2 separate regions of the Triticum aestivum genome follow, and region 2 is linked to region 1. Evidence: chromatin contacts called from public Hi-C data. All regions are on one chromosome and are shown on one strand. Each heading gives the region's core, a stretch centred on a gene start, on an enhancer-like site or on the middle of the called end of the contact. The rest is flanking DNA. Distances are from core to core; before and after follow the strand shown. Region 1 has its middle 15 kb from the start of LOC123058693. Region 2 has its middle 15 kb from the start of LOC543407.

Region 1 (2,746 bases), core at 242-2,741:
CTGATGTAATCTGATGTTGTGTTTGTTGGATATGATGAATTGTCACTTTTTGATCAAACTTATTCATGAAACTTTTTGAGATATATTTGATATATTTGTTGTATAATTCTTATTTATATAGGTTCTCCAATCCATTCTCTCCTTCTTTGGCCCAGTTTGGGGCTTGATCTTCAGAGGAAGTTGTGTATGATAATTGGGTTCAACCGTGCAAGTAAGCTACCCCAGTGACAGAAAGTGGAAAAGGCTTGTATTTGTGTTGTTGCTGCTCTGGGATAAAAAAGATGGTTGTGTAGTTGTCCTTTGAACACAGGATGAAGACAATATATCATCTATTTCATGTCATCATACTCATTGCAATACTCCACTTTTACTTAGTACTTTTAAGATGCAGGCTGAATTGCGGTTTTGGATGGAGATAGTTGGATAACGATTTATAGATTTACAGACGTGATGTTCATACGTTAATTATGCCATGAATATTCATACTCATAAAAAATATAATAAGTTAATCGTTACCCAACTATGTTTGTTTATCACACCATATTTTCCTTTTGAGAGAGGCATCTAGTGAACCTATGGACCCCGGTCCATTTTCTTCCATAATGCTTTTAATCTTAGTCAACTCTCTTTAAATTTCTTGATTTTACATTCTCGTCAACTTGTCAACAAGGCCAAAGCCTTTTTTTGTTTCCACTGCCATTTTATTCCTTTGTAACTAGTAATGCTAGTGAGACTGACAACCTCACTAGTTCTGCTCAGGACACAAAGAAGTTTACATTTGTGTGTGAAGGTATTAATCATTGGTTGTGATGCTTAGCTCTTGTTGGTTTGATAAACCATAAGGTCATTTAAGGAAAATTGATGCTTGCTACATACCCTCACACTTGGGGTCCAACAAATTTCTAGCAGAGAGGAAGCAACCGGCTACGTTGAGACAACATAGTGTGTGACTCTTAACAAACCAGCTCATGATTTGGCAACATTGGGTATTTGGGAAGTGCACATAAACCATGCTGTGTGGTTGATAAACTTGTTGTTTTCTGTACAACGTCCGGTTCCGTGAATTCCTGGAGTTCCTGTGGAAAAAATCCGGTTAGATTTGATAATTGTGGTATTTGATTCTTATATGAAATACATTTGCGAACAAATCTCTCATGGCTTGGGCTAGTTGTTGGTCTAGTGGAGGCAGGGCCCGATCAGCCGCCTCATGTGCATCTGATTTGCCTCAAGGATTGATTCTACTTCGCCACACCATTGCAACAACAACAACTAAAGTTATGTGTCTTGTTCTAAAAAAAGAGAGAGAATTATGTGTCTTGTTTTATCCTATATATGCAACATCCTCAAAACATGTTTTCCTCCTAATCTGTTGAAAATGTGCTAAGGGCCTCTTTGATTCGCAGGATTTTGAAAACACGGGAATAGGAAAAGTATAGGATTGAAGTGTCATGCGCACTTGAATCCTATAGGATTAGTTAGCAGTGTTTGATTTCACGGGAAAAGTAAAGGAATTGTAAAAAAAGGTTGGAGTGGATGTTAGATTTCTTATAAAATGTAGTATAAAAGATTTCATTAGAAAAATTCCTATGAGATTCAATCCTATGAATCAAAGGACAAATGTTGGAAAATTTCCAAAGGATTTCAATCCTCCAAAAAACTTATTGAATTCCTTTGAATCAAATGAGCCCTAAAATGTTGAAATGTTTTGAACCCATCCATCCAAAATAATGTTTTGTATGCAACTGACCCGGCCACAACAAATCAGTGAGAAAATCCATTGCAACATACTACTATGAAGTATAAAATCCTCCGGCCACGGCCAGGTCGTGGACTTGGACGAGGAGTAGGTAGTCCGCTACTCGATAGCACAGGCCAGGGCCGCCAGCCATTGAGGTCCCGTCATGGTGCGCGTGTAACCACCGCACCGCACAGTCGTGATTACGCCGCACAGCCAAGGAAGTAGGAGCGGCCTGGCGAAATGGCAAGCACGGCGTCCACCGCACCAGTTCACGTGACCGGGGATTTGCGAAACGCCAAAAACAATGTCGGCTAGGTCATCTGCGGGAGGATTTCTTCACGCCGTGTACGAGTAACACTTACTGAGCTGCGAGCGTCGGTGGAGACAGGTGGTACTGACACATCCATTGCCAATATCCGCTGCCTCCCCGCGTCACTGCCGCCCACTAGCTAACGTTGGTCGTAAGAGCAACTTCAACTGACCGACTTAAACGGACAATACTTGTGTTCATTTCTTGTCTGTTTAGGTCGGCCGTCCGTCCATTTTTAAATTTGAATCGACAGTGTGTCTAACGCACCGACTCATTTCATGACCGTGCGTGTTTTAGATTATGCCAGTGGTCATGTTGTCGCCCTGGTTTTGGCGTTCCAGCGCGCGGGAAAGGTCCGCGCGTGGGGGGAAATCTGTCTAGTGCGCGCTGGTTTTGGCGCGCCACGGCCGGCGCTCATTATAAGAAGGCGTTCCCTTCACACTCTGTCCGTCGCCCACTCGTCTCGCCCCCTCTCACTAAGCCTCGCCGCCCTTTGCGCCACCATGTCGATGCGCTGCCTGGGCGCTTTGGATTTCCGCGGAATTTGCGAGCGCCGCTCCGGCGCTTCGGGTTTTCGCGGAGTCCGCGAGCGCCGCTCCGGCGCCTTCTCCTCCAAGATCTGGTTTGGCGAGAAAGGCCTCATCCTCGGCACCTTCAACACCGCAGAGGAGGTGGCCCGCGCGCATGACGCGGCGGCG
Region 2 (2,769 bases), core at 50-2,549, 310 kb after region 1:
GCCGCCGCCACCGCAAGGAACCGACAGCCTAAACTACATGCTAGCGGGGTTCCCTCGCTGGCTGGAGGGAGGGAAACGCCGGGACTTTACTTTTGCACGTGTCTAGCAGTTTAGTGTCTTAATTAGGTCTTCAGTTGTTCATGATTTCGACTTATGTGGTGGCGATGACGGTGGCAAATATATTTTCTCCATATCTTTCCCACAAGCAATGGTTCTCTCGGCTTTCGGTGTTGAATCTTGGAAGCGGTGTCTATGCCTGCTCAAGTCCTTTGGATCTGGACTGGCGCTTCATGCATCTTTGTGTTGGTGACAGTAATAGTCATCTTCTTCCTATTAATTGCGTGGTGGTGTTGCAGGCAACTAGTCGCTACGATAGAAGATCGACCCATGGGGATCGGGGTGATCCCCCCCGTTTTTGCGGCGGCGATGAGGTGAGGGCCTACTTTTGCCCCCCGGGTGGTCCATGCTCATTCTCTGTTGCAACGGTGCCTTCTTCCCGTTGTTGTGAAGCTCTCACAAGTTTTATTCAGGAGATGGTTCAGCTTTAGGGTTTTCTATCTACATATGGCTTCTACGATGGCGGGTCCTTCTCTAGCACGTCGGTGCAGCTGGAAGCACGACGACTTCCGCACCGCAGGATACATGATCAGGCCGGCTTCGAGGATGGAGCGGCAACTACAGCCTGCCTTCGGCTCGTACTGGAGATTAAGTTTGGTTGGCTATCAGAGAACATTATTACAATTTCCTTGTTTTTCGAGATGGCTTGTATCGTTCGTATAAATCCATCGTCGAATGAGAGAGAAAAATAGATACACACTCAGCGGCCAAGTTAGTGCAAGCAATTGTGACGATGGGCCCATAAAAAAATCATGGTATACTATGGACCGTGCTTCTTGGGAAGGTGATGCAGCAGCAGTGTAGCAGTGCAGTGCACGCTGGAGCAGAAGCCTTCAAGACAAATTCTTGGGATTATCTCTGTTCAGAGTAGCGTCCACAATGACCTTCTGGATAGACCTAAAGTTGTGGCGTGGCACCGAACCCGGACAGGAACCCTTCTCCCATCCAAAGCGTGCACCTCGACTTCACCAGTCCACCGATGACCGATCTCTTTCGCCAAACCCAACCGAACTTGTGAGTGGACGATGGGGAGGAAAAGGCAGAAAAATGTTGGGGGAGGTGCCATGTCCCTGTGCGGAAAAAGGAGGCCGCTTCGGCATGGCTCGAGCTCGACCGGCGAAACGCCCAGGTCAAGCACTCCAGGGGGGGTGACGAGGTCGGGGGCCTACTACTTGCGCAGAGTGTTTGCTGGTGCATTGGTGTGGACTGGAGACCGGTCGGCGGTCGGTGAAGTTGGCAAAGGCGATCTGATCGGGCAGGGTACAGCTCCTTCGCTGGCATATTCGAATCTCCCGTCCCATGTGAACCGCGCGCCTCTTTACAGCAGCGGTTCCTCCTGGGTCCTGGCTCATCGATCCTGTCACCGTGATGAATTTCCTTGATTAGGCTGTTCTCTCACTTTGACTGATACGCGTACCTCCGGTCCGTGGATGGATAATGTGCGCGGTTTGGTTTGGTTCGGCAGTGTCAATTCAAGTAGATTTTGTTTGGTCTTCTGTTGTTGGGACAGCGTTGTCTTCTTTCATAAACGTGCAACGGAGGGAAATTGACGGGGGCAGATTACCAAGACAGGGCATTGTTATTTCTTACTCCAGCTGATGATTAAGATATTTCTTTAGAAACTAGATTAAGCAAAATTATATCTTCCGGTGGGCAGGGTCCTCCCTATGGTGGATAAGGGACGGCCATCTGAAGCTGCATGACTTTTCCTAGCCATCATCATGTACTGTACAACGAGTTTTGGTGTGCTAACAAGGGAGGGGGGCTGTGTCAAGTGGTTGGCCGGAGAAAAGTTTGGATTCATCATTTCAACAGTTGCCGGGCTTTTGGGGCAGACCCTGAGATAATAAGGGCAAAATGAGCGACCCCCTAGTGCATACGTACTTCCCTTCCGAGAAAGGCAACACGAAATTTGGGCCCAGAAAGGGACATCAGAACGGTAAAGAAAATGATCTTTTCTTATGGGCGAGCTAAGGTCGTGTAACTAACATCACACTGGACGACGAGCTATGTTAAAACTTACTTAGGTTTTTGCGAGTCATTCTTCGGCTCGGGAGCACCTACGAGTGAGACGTGCAGTCGCCGTGCAGCTAGTGATTAGTCAAGTTCTGCTCGATTCGACTGGCAGTAACCATGGACATATTTTTTTTTTAGATATAATTGTAACCGTCGGCATGGTGAAAAGTTATTTCCGCGTCTTTGCAAGTTTGCATCGTTGTCGCCAGCTCGGGCGTTCGGCCTAAGGGCTGTCGGATGTGCGCGCCAATGGGAACGTATCTGGTGCACCAAGGCAATTGCTGCTAGCGGTGCACCGGACCATGTTGCACAATTAAAATTGTTAAAAAAAATCTGGAAAAAATTAATGTATCGATACAACTTCAATGTATCTTGTCACAAACATTCAAATAAAAAATCAAAACAATGGTCAAGATACAAAAATGACAAATTCAACTTCGATGTGCTAATGGGCCAAAACTCAAGCCCAACTTGTGTTATGTACTATTCAATGTCAAATTTGTCCTTTTTGTATCTCGAGCTATGTTTTGAATATTGATCTAAATTTTTGTGACAATATACATTCATGTTATGTCAATGCATTAATTTTTTCAGATTTTTTTGAACGTTTTTGAATGTGCAACGGACGACCGGTGC

The links. A called contact is a pair of places that touch in the nucleus more often than the background predicts.
Region 2: a contact with region 1 is called in a Hi-C map of root, with 9 times the contacts expected there. The contact joins two enhancer-like sites. A contact is called at or near these places in 4 of 5 Hi-C or Micro-C datasets (leaf, root and an unstated tissue).

What each region holds. Positions count from the first base shown.
Region 1 is chr3A:576,292,715-576,295,460 of IWGSC CS RefSeq v2.1, forward strand. No RefSeq gene overlaps it. Among protein-coding and RNA genes, the nearest start is that of LOC123058693, 15 kb to the left of the region's middle. Within about 2 kb of position 1,492, at least 1 of the 8 cell types and tissues checked has an H3K27ac peak or open chromatin away from gene starts, as enhancers often do.
Region 2 is chr3A:576,598,107-576,600,875 of IWGSC CS RefSeq v2.1, forward strand. No RefSeq gene overlaps it. Among protein-coding and RNA genes, the nearest start is that of LOC543407, 15 kb to the right of the region's middle. Within about 2 kb of position 1,300, at least 1 of the 8 cell types and tissues checked has an H3K27ac peak or open chromatin away from gene starts, as enhancers often do.